Regions from separate parts of the Capsicum annuum genome. Here region 2 is linked to region 1. A link is a contact called in public Hi-C data. All regions are on one chromosome and are shown on one strand. Each heading gives the region's core, a stretch centred on a gene start, on an enhancer-like site or on the middle of the called end of the contact. The rest is flanking DNA. Distances are from core to core; before and after follow the strand shown. Region 1 has its middle 5.9 kb from the start of LOC107878670. Region 2 holds the start of LOC107878737.

Evidence for each region. A called contact is a pair of places that touch in the nucleus more often than the background predicts.
Region 2: a Hi-C map of placenta shows a contact between it and region 1, with 4 times the contacts expected there. The contact joins the promoter of LOC107878737 here to the enhancer-like site in region 1. A contact is called at or near these places in 2 of 5 Hi-C or Micro-C datasets (bud and placenta).

What each region holds. Positions count from the first base shown.
Region 1 is chr1:125,139,339-125,144,823 of UCD10Xv1.1, forward strand. No RefSeq gene overlaps it. Among protein-coding and RNA genes, the nearest start is that of LOC107878670, 5.9 kb to the left of the region's middle. Within about 2 kb of position 2,998, at least 5 of the 5 cell types and tissues checked have an H3K27ac peak or open chromatin away from gene starts, as enhancers often do. A contact at or near this core is called in bud, where this site is marked.
Region 2 is chr1:125,421,943-125,427,674 of UCD10Xv1.1, forward strand. It overlaps LOC107878737, which reads left to right and starts at 3,437. Exons shown (of 4, transcript XM_016725845.2): 1 at 3,437-4,134; 2 at 4,259-4,437; 3 at 4,556-4,787; 4 at 4,947-5,363. The coding sequence starts at 4,026. The coding sequence ends at 5,062. It overlaps LOC107878704 (putative pentatricopeptide repeat-containing protein At3g16890, mitochondrial), which reads left to right. Exons shown (of 3, transcript XM_047407309.1): 2 at 1,419-1,696; 3 at 2,254-3,231.

The DNA of each region.
Region 1 (5,485 bases), core at 1,748-4,247:
TTAAGGTTGAGAATAATTAGAGCGTAATCAATTAGGAACGAATCTTGAAGCTATGGTTTACTAGGGGTAACTAGTGTGTGGGTACATGAAAATCAACTCCAAATCTTAGCTAAAGTATGTGTGGATAGGCTCGGCTAGGGATTTTGATACTAGCCTTTCAACAAAGTATCAAACTATCACCCGTGGATTCTTTCGAGTACCTCGTGGGTGTGGTCAACCAATCGTTACCAAACCTCAATTGGGCATCCCTATTTCTAAGAAGATGCCAAAGATATAGCAATTCCACATTTTATCCTTATTTCTAAGACAATAAAAATGGAGTAACTATTATCTATCTTATTGTTCATAAATGCTCATGTTACTCACATCTCTCTTTCAAGGATGATATGGTGTTTAGAAAAATTGAGGCTTTCACCAATAAATTCCATTTTATAAGCAAACATTTGTGAAACCCAAAAACTTTCACCAAGAATTTAAGCTAGCAATCACAACCCACACATATTTGCACCCTATTTAAACATAACCCCAAGAGGGAGAGCTAACAACTCACAAGGATAATAAATAAAGATATACCCAAATCTCCATCAAATAGATTCATAAAAAATAAAAAAGATGCAAATCCAAACTTTAAGTTTCAATAAATCTTCAAAGGAAAATGCTAATCCTCCACTTAGAAATTACTCTAATGTATTATTCACCTCAAAATTAGTACAATAATGTTTTCTCCAAATTGAAAACTAGATGGTGGAAGAGATTTTCAAAATTGGGGATTTTTCTCCATGAGAAAGGGTTTGAGCCTCCTAAGGAAATTGAGGACGGTTGTTGTGAAATTACAAAACTGTCCTCGGGTACAATTCTGCGTTGTCACGATCGTTGACACTTGTCCGAGACTGCGGCTACCACGACCGTGGTCAAAACTTCGCGATCGCATCGCTTTGACCTAGATTGACTGGCCGCAATTACGGTAACTGAGGCTGGTTTCTACTTCAGGTCTTCTAGCTGCACTTCTTTTCTCCTTTTTGATCCCTTTTAGTTCAGATTTACATCTTTCCATCTCATAACCTGTATGCCTGTAAAATGTGAAAAATAGTACATTTAATGACAAATATGTCTCATTTATACATTCAATTCATAGTAGCGTGGACAAATGTTGAGTGCAAATGAATGGTAAATTCGTCACTCATCAAAAACCCCAATTTAGAGTTTTGCTTGTCCTCAAGCAACACTACCTCTTTCCATGAGATAATGTGCATTTATTCCCAAATTAGATGATCCAATGATCACAATGACTTGAAGCTTAGTTATTACCACAAGTAGCTCTTCAAACATGGACAAAGTTAATCTCACAACCTCTCTTAACATGAAATGAAATGTTCAAGAGTGCAAAAGACTTCAAAGAGCAACCATGCAACAATCACTAATACTCTATAAGTGACTTACCTTTAACCTCAACTTTATTATACTCCTTTTGACTTATTTTTTGGAAGATGACAAAATCACCCACCTCAACTTGTTTACATGCCTCCTCACAAGAAGGAAGATTCACACACCAATTTATCAAATATGCAATGAAATATTTAAGTGTAAAACTCTCTCTCTCTCGAGGACTCTCGATGCTAACAAGTACCACGCCATAGGCTTGTCCATATTTTCAATCGCCACTACAATGAATACACTTGATCGAAGATCTCAAAGGGCTTTTTGATCTTGTAACATAGGTTTGGGGTAGGGTAGGATATTATTTAGGATCAACATGACTATACCGTTCTTGAACATCTACATCACACTATTCCATCCAACTTTTGACCAAGAGTCACTTCTTTTGTTTTTACCCTTTACACATGTGCCTATTTTATTTCCTTGGCTCACCCATTTTCTTTTCATTTCTTTTTCTTGCACATTTCGTGCTTTTCTTTCCTTTGTTGAATCCTATCTTTTTTCTTATTCATTTGTTCTCAATACTTAAGCTCTTAGGCACTCACTTACAACTTCGTGGTCCAAAGTTACCTCTTTCAATCTTCACCACCCCCAACTTAGGTTTTTAGCCTCAAGTTGCATTTTTAAGTTTGTTGACACCTAAGTTTACCTTCCACAACTAAATTTAATTCTGAGTTTTTTCGATTATAAATAAAATTGAAATATTTATTTTATTAGATAATTTTTTTCTAAAATACTTATTTGCGTAAAATTTGCCATTTAAGAAACGAATTATATATATTTTCGTATTCTCGTATACAAGAATGTATTATTTTGTTACTTAAATAACTATTGTACTAAAAATAGATTTTTAATAAAAGGTTATCTCTAAATTAATTCAAATGGGTAAAATTTTGGTTAAAACATAATTTGATCTGAGAAATAATTTATTTGATACATGTTTTGATTTTATTGAACGAAGAAGCTTGAGATTAGATTAGTTATTAATTTGTTTTAATTTTTTATAAGATTTAGCCAATTAATTAAATTTGACCTTAATTGAAATCAACTTGGCCACAATTACGGTGCAATTGGCCAATCAATTTTCAATTAGGTTATGATTTAAACATAATTGACTAAAATCCTAATAATTAGGATATTTAATAGTAAAAAATACATAAAGTAGCATATTTAAGTATTAAATTACAAAAAATAACAACACTTTTATCAAATTACATTTTGTAGCATATGTATTTGTATGTATTTGTATTTTTGTAGCAACAGTTTGCAAAAATACAAAATATATATCGATCGTAAAGGCAGTGAAAATCATATGTATTTGTATTTTTGTAGCAACAGTTTGCAAAAATACAAAATACAACTTGTTATATTATGTAATTATAAAACTGTTGCTATGAAACTCATAATTAAGGGTATAAGTATGCTATTTTTGCATTTTGCCCAATTTAATAATAGCCTAATTCTAACCTACCCAATTACACCATCCCAGCCCTTCCTAAACAAGCCCAACAGACCCAACTTCAACAATCAGCCGCCCATGACCCGTCCAGCCCAACACCATCGTCGACCCGACCCGATCTCCCCCTTTTATTTCTCTTCAGCCAAAACCCGGTACTCACCGACGACGTTATCAACAACAGTCAACAGTTGTTAACAAATAACGATGACAACGAGCAACAACGTGCAAAACCCGACCCCCAGACCCGATTTCGTCACTAACTCAATACACAAACGACGTAACAGCGACAACCTCAACAACAGCGTACAATTTCAATGCTGTAACCACAAGCAGCCAACAACGACGGTAGCACCACATCAATAACGACAAAATTCCAGACGTCTCATTTACTATTTTGCCTTGTCAGATAGTCTTTTATGGATAAAATGCAGAATGCTCTCATCTTTTCAGTTGGTGGTTCATCAATTTGGGGAAAAAATCAATTCACCTCCTTTGACCAAGCAAAGTAACGACTCTTTCCTCCTTCTCTCCACTGATTTTTGAGTACAAAATATGGCCTTTGTCTCACTATGGATGTGAAACTTTTTTAAGAATTGGTTGAAATTTTAGATTTGAAATCCATCCTTTTTTCAAAATTCGAAACCCATTTTCTCCCCCAATTTATCTTATAAATAGTGGTTGAAGGATACGGGAAAAGAGGAGGAATTTTAGGAAAAAAAAGGGTGTTCTGGAGACGCGTGTCTCTAACCTCACGCAACCAAAAATCCGGAAAGAAAACTCGAAAAATCAATTTCCAACGAATTCAGTTGAACACTATTGATTTTGGAATCTAGTTTTGGCCGTGGTGAAGGTTTCATCCTTGAAAAACTCGTAATCCCATTCGCTGCCCGGGAAAAAGGTTAACACATCTTCCTTTTTTCTTTTAGTTGATTGTTCTTCACCGTCTTCTTTATAGACTTCTCTCGTTATCATAATGGCTGAGACTGTTTAGTTGATTGTTCTTCACCGTCTTCTTTATAGACTTCTCTCGTTATCATAATGGCTGAGACTGTTTGCTGTAGGAACTTAGGATTTTCTTATATTTTTTGTCGATTTGGTGGCTGTGTTCCTGTAGTTCCTAGGCTGCATCTTATTATGTTTCGTTATTTGTGTTGTTTGGTGGTATGTCAGATTTTGAAATTATTTATTCTTTTTCTTGTTTGTTGCGGGAATGAAAATTCACTCAACAAGTTAAACTTCTGTGTGGATTTCTTGATTTTGTTAATAAGTATATTTTGTCAAAGAGAAAATTTGCCTTTTTGTTTCTCTGTATTGCTTGGAAAACAGTGGCTCGGAAGTCGATTTTCCTTTTTCCATTGCTTTCCATATTGGTTATTAGTGTTTACGGATGTACCAAATAAATTTTACTTCCTTAGATTTGCCTTGTCATTGGTTTTGTTATTTGAAATAGAATAATGTCTCTCTAAAGTTGGCACGATTAATTCATTCTCTTGCAAATAATTCATTGTGCTGCATTTGATCCATCTTCTACGTGCACGTTGCAATTGCCGTTTAAAATTCGATATTGTCTTGAAATTTCTAAACTCTTTTACTCCATACAAATTAATTCTAGAGTTAATAGTGGACATATATTAATAACAATTTTTTAAGTGTTGCTTTCTTAACTAGTTATATTAGTACTATTTGAATAAATTCCAATCTTTATATTTTCTTGATGCACGTGACACCGACTTGAGTCTCAGCGGACTCCATTTCCTACATTTCTCGATGGACTAGGCCTACATCTTCTACAAGTTCCAAATGCCTTCATTTTTGAAGGAACGAGGCTGGTATACATTTGTATAAGCCTGATATATGAGGTTTACAGGTTAAAAGTGGCTGATATAAGTCAAGAGATGACTTATGGTAAAGCTAGCAAGAATAAAAGGTTTTCCATGCTGTTATACAGCGTATATACAGAAAAAATGCAGTAAAACGAGGCTGATATACAGTCAGTATACAGCTGGTATACAACTGCAGAAATGGACCAAAAGTCCATAAAGAATGAGCCCAAAAGTTTTCTAGATTTGGAAAAGGCCCATCTTTTAATTCTTCTTATTCATCTCCTTGTAAATCCTATTTGATAATATGTTTGCCTTAAATTATTAATTTGGTTAACTTTTATAAATCCCCTTCGAATCATTATTTTTGTTTATCTCTGTATTTTTCCTTTGTTATTTTATAGCGTAATATTCGAAATTAATAAAAATATATCTTTCTTTATGTTTTTTCTTAAAATAATTTTTTCTAAAAAAAATAATCAAATGACATTTTATTTTATCAACGTGTCAAAGTAGTTCATTTAAGTTAAAAAGAATTCTCATCGACCTAAAATCAATTTCCTTTGCAAAAAATAAAAATATTTTCACTAATTAGTCAAGGCTCATAATTTGTTTAAATTGATATTTTTCTTTAAAGACAAATATTTTTTTAATCAAAAATGATATGTAAAAATCACTTTATTTCTCCCTTTTATTTGAAAGAATAATTTATGAAAAAAACGGGTTTAGCTCAACCTTCTTTATAGGAAATTTTCTCAAGTTAAATTGG
Region 2 (5,732 bases), core at 2,187-4,686, 280 kb after region 1:
ACTAACCTTCTACCCTAATTCGCCCCCTGCACATCTTCCTATCCAGGGCCATGTCCTCGGTAAGCTGAAGTTGCTCCATGTCGTGTCTAATCACCTCCCTCCAATACTTCTTCGGTCTACCTCTACCACGCTTGAAACCGTCCCTAGCCAACCTCTCACACCTCCGTACTGGGGCATCCGTGCTTCTCCTCATCACATGCCCAAACCATCTCAGCCTCGCTTCCCTTAGAAAGGTACTGTCCTACTATAATGAGTCTAAGACATCAATGATACAGACAGTATCATTAGAGTATATCAGATAACACCAAAAACACGAAGTCAAAATACAATTCAGTTTGACTTGCTGCATATTAGTCTCTCTATTCTAAAAGACTCTTAAAATTACTCGCTTTCCATATAGTCCACCAAATAGTAGCAGGAATAATTTTCCAGTTGCTTCTGTTCGTTGCTTGTTGTCCTGCTTCTTCCCAGCTGCATGGGGCCTCTGAAATTCTACCAAACATGGAACAGGAGATGTTTTTGAGCCTGAGGAATAGACTCCAGAGTGACCAGTGTCTTTGCATTGGATGAACAAGTGATTGACTGGTTCTACAGCTTCCCCACAGAAAAGAACATCTAGAGCACTGTGGGGTCCCGCTCTTCATCAAATTCTCCTGTGTCTACAATATTTAGTGGGATACTCCTAGAATGGCTACGTAGACAATGGCTTATTGGAGGACAAGATGGTGGCCGCCCCCAAAAAGAATACGCTGCTATTTCTTATAAAATTTGGAAAGAATGGTTTAGTAGAAATGTTTGAAGGATTAAAAATCCATAGCGTACCGTCTTAATTTTTTTTTTTTTGAATAACAAGAAAAAAGTAACAGTATTTGATTTAAGTTCCTTTCGCATTTAATTGTATTTTTGGTATAACAAGGATACTCCAGTTTGCATAAATAATTTGCTTCGATTTGAGTTATAAATTACGGTCTGCATGTTATATAATGTTTGTATAGTAGCCAAGGGTGTTACCTAGCAATTAATGAAGCTGGAATGGACCATTGGAGATCATGGCTCAAATTCCAGCTTATACAGAAAAGCTAGGTGATGTCTTCCTATTTTTCCAAGTCTTAGTGGCCAGAGTTACCTAATTACCTGTATTGGTGGAAAGTAGCACGTAACAAGTGAATTAGTCTAGATGCATCCGCGCTGCTCCTAACACTACCATTATAAAAAACAATAATTGTATATAAGTATTTTCTTTGTCTTGTATCAATACCATATTTTTGAATATAAGAGGTAGGAGTTTGAAGAATTGGTAGAAGTGCATAAGGATGTTGGCTGTTCCTGTAGGACAATATTGTGCATATCAACCATTCGTGTACTTGGAGATTTTGTCGTGTTAATGAACTTGCAGAACTGATAGATACGTGATGCAGATATTTGAAGTGTGATTCCCTGCTGTAGTTCACGTTTGGATAACTCTTGCTGAACAACTTTATACCATAAGATTGAGGTGGTGTTGCCTAGCTATCACAATGTTAGGTACCTACATAAGATATGTTACACAGGCACTCCAAGTCTCATGGCTACATATGAACACCTTTTACTTTTAATAGACGTCTGCTATACCTCTTGAGTCTTTAGCTTCAAAGGAATTCCAATCTTTTAGCTGTTGAAAGTTGATAGAATTCTCCGCCACTGAGCTCTACTTTAGGTACGTACTTCCTTTTTTTATTTGTAAATATGGTTTTTCAGTACTTAGGAAGTACTGACTTAAATACAAATGTTACCAGTTTCAAAAATAATACTTCAGGTACTCATAGTACAAGTGTGTATTAATATTATTCTTGTCTTCTGGGACTCCTGTCAGAGAAGTGTTTGGGGTTAAAATTCACTTGTGCAATTGTGTGTCTGTGGCTCTGGTGTAGTAGTTGTATCTTTTTATATGAGGATTGACTGTGCGTTTCCAAGGAGCAGCAGTCTGTGATTGATCTGCCTGGAGAAACAACAAATTTATCTTCATCTCCTCTGAAGAAAGCTTGATATTTATATCTGTTTGGATTTATATTGTTTTAGCTGGTTTTCTTTTAATTTGCTTGTATTGGATGGCAAAAGTTTCAAATTATTAACTCCTCTGTGAAATATTGATGTTCTAAATCTACGTGGATTGAGATTGTGGTAATATTTGACATTTCAACTAAATTTTTCCTTAAAATGAGGATGAATACTTTTAACTTACAGTTATTTCCGTCTTTACTTGTGTTTCCACAGGAAGGGAATGAGCTGAGATTGGGAAAACATATGGTGATGCTTATATTAAACACCTCTCTTGATCTTAAGAAATCTGATTTTCCTTCCAAGGACCTGACTAAAGGGAAAAGAAGGAAGTTCCTGGCGTGTAACAATGACAAATCCGAAATGGAGTTTTCTACCCGTTGTAGATAATTCACTGTGAGTATGAAGATGGAGCTCCTTGTTTAGATCTCATACATTAAACCTGGGTATTAGTTTGTATAAAGGTTTTTCTCTGACTTCCTACATGGTGAAGAGACTTTTTCTTCTAGTTTATCTTTATTCTTGTCTAGGTGGAGTTCACAGTACTCGTGAGTCGTGACTGATTTCAGTGTGTGTTCATGCAGCTTCTGGCAGCTTCTGTGAAGTTTTTTCTCTACTAATTTCCTTTACCCATGTGAAGAGGGCAGGGCATAAGCTAACAAGCAGTATATGTTCCTACGTGTGGTTTAAGCCTCTCATCATGTAGGATATGGAGATATTTGAGCGCCTATGTCATTTGAGAACTTTTAGCTCAGCATGTATAATTTTTTTTCTTTTAAAAAAAGTATCGATGTAATGTTCTAAGTTGGCCTTTTGAGGCTAGGATGGTTATTCTTTTGGGATTTAAAGGGGACATGTACAATGACAAGTTCATCGCTACTCGGTACTTAGCCGAGCAGATTAGTAAAAGAAAGATTTCGAAGAAGTGATGCTGTCCCTTGTAACATTTCCAAAATGGAAGCTGGGATTGGTCCTTGACCATATTTCATTATTTCTCCAAAAGTCCTGGCTAAGCAATCATCAAGACACAATCCCCTGTATCAATGTATTTCTGTTAGTGCGTGTATGAGGAGCCGTTGCAAGTTCCTCTTGGAAGTTTGTTGAATTGTGAATTAATCTGTATTAGCAATTAGTCTGTTTGTTCTCTGACATATAATATTTCATTAATGCGAACACATCAACACGAATTCTTGATATGCTTATCTAAAGAATGATTTTAGGTCTTCATACTGACCCGTGTCCTTACCCACCAAAGCTACGACATCTTGTTTATTTCTTGAAGTTGGGTGTTCTGTTGCTTCTTCTCACCTAAGATTATAAGTTATTGTATTCCTCCATGTAACCCTCCGTCAAGGTTTTACCTTTGAGGAGCGTGTGACAGTTGAGATTCCTTTCACATCATTCAATTAAACATCTCAGATTCAAGCTATAGGAATGGAGAAACTTTCTGTAGGAAGGTTAGCCTATCGAAGTGAATATGATTTGTTGGGCAGGTGAGCTTCGGATGCGGAATGTTGAATAAAAAAGTAGAAAGGGTAACTTGTGGGGCAAGAATGGATCTTTTTAGGTTTGATTTTCCATGCAAAAAACCTCAAGCAAGTAAAGTCTGGTTTGTTGGCCAGTGCACTTCAATTTAATTAGTCACCTTTTTAAAACATCCAATATTTCAACTTTCCATCGAGCAGATCACCTATTGTTTTTACTTTTCCCCATGGAATTTATCTTTGTTTTACTTGATTCTTGCAGATTCTTCAGTTATAAGTTTCTTTACCATGCCATCCCATAACTTAAAAGCTTCAAATATATATATATCTGCAACCATTCTGCAGGTAGAACATTGCCCAATTTTTTGTTGTTCTTAACCTTGGAGAAATTATTCACTTGCTGGAGTCTATTACGTGTGCAATACAGCAAGAAGCACTACTCCTGGTTTTGAGGCATACTCTTGTTTTTATAAAATCAACTTAACTTGTTCTTTCTTCTATAGTATGTCTGCCATCATCTACTCAATTTTTGTGATGGAACTTTCCATTAACATGAAACATTCTCTTCAAGCTTTAGCCGTGATCTGTTTCTTATTTTTCCCTTCCACACAAGGTGACATATGGTTTCTACTTTTTCTTCTTGCTCCATTATATTGCTGATTTTTCCAAGTCATATGGCGTGTAGGACAGTTTATAGCGTACAGTTTGATTATGTGAACGTAAATTGTTGTTGATAGGTAAAGCAGATGATTATGAAACTCAAACCGCCGCTGCAGGAGTTCTTGAAAATGAATATTTGCCCAACTATGGAGGCACAAACGGAGAATATTCACCTCATGAATATGGTGGTGGCACAGTTGATGCTCAACCTGACTATCTTTTCTCCAAAGCTTTGCAATGTTTCACCGATAAGCATGTAACTCCTTCTTACCCATACATGATATACATGGATGTCCTCACCTAATCTTTGCCTATTTTTCACCTACATGATTTTCTGAAATGCAATAAGGATGAGTAACTTATTTCAAATGAAGATGCAGATATACCGGCGTTGTGAGGAGTCTTATAGATTGACCGAGACAGGGGAGCTCCATGTACCACCTGAATATACTGATCAATACTGCACAGGACCATGCTTGGAGGAGACTCACCATGTGTTAAATTGTCTTGAAAACATACTATCGCATTTCAGGTTTTACAATAAGGCCACCATTAGAGCGGTCGAAGAGACTATCAAGGAGGGATGTAGCGATGGCCCTAAAAGAGGTTAAACTTTCTCCACTTTACTACACAAAACTGTCCCGTAGGTTCTGCTGAAAAACATATTGGATATGATTTGTTTCCAAGGAGAGTATTTCTAAAGAAACAAACGTTTAATTTATATATGCTGATGGAAGTTAAACTTATTCTGAAATATGTCAACAGGTTATTTTAATGTTGCTGAGCACTTCCTAGCTTATGATAACATTGCTTTTCGTGCTTCAAAGTCCATGCTGCATGGATTTGTTCTGACGACTTTGACCCTTATTTTCTTCCTTTAAAGCAAATGTTCGCAAGTGAAGGTATCGATGGAAAATGAACTTCTGATTTACGTGGAGCACTTATAGTATAATAGTATCTGGTGCTGTTTAATTCAACAAGTGATAATGCTGATTGCTGAGCTGCTGCTGATGTACTAGTAAATAAAAGTCTTATCTGTTCATTAATATATGTTTGATCTGGAAAAGAATGTTGTGAGGAGTATAGATTTATTTCTTGGAAATTCTTTTTCCATGTGGGATGTTCTAGATAAGTATAAAAGTCATTTCTGAATTATAAGACAAGACTAATGTCTATGCTTCACCTGCTCTACATACCAAAAGGAAAAATTCCCTGCAGGAAAATTAACACTGAAGTGTGTTTGGTATTGATGTAAAATGTTTTCTGGATATGCTTCACCTGCTCTACATACCAAAAGGCAAAATTCCCTGCAGGAAAATTAATACTGAAGTGTGTTTGGTATGATGAAAAATGTTTCTGAAAGATATTTTCCTATTTTTCCTTGTTTGGTTGTAGTAAAATATTGGAAAAATATTTTTCAAGATAACTCATTTTTCTTTATTTGAGGGAAAATGACAAATGTGACTTATGCCCCACCCCCATCCCTCTTCCCCATCCCAACAACACTCATATTCACATGACTCAAAAAGTTTACATTTCTCAAAAATTTAC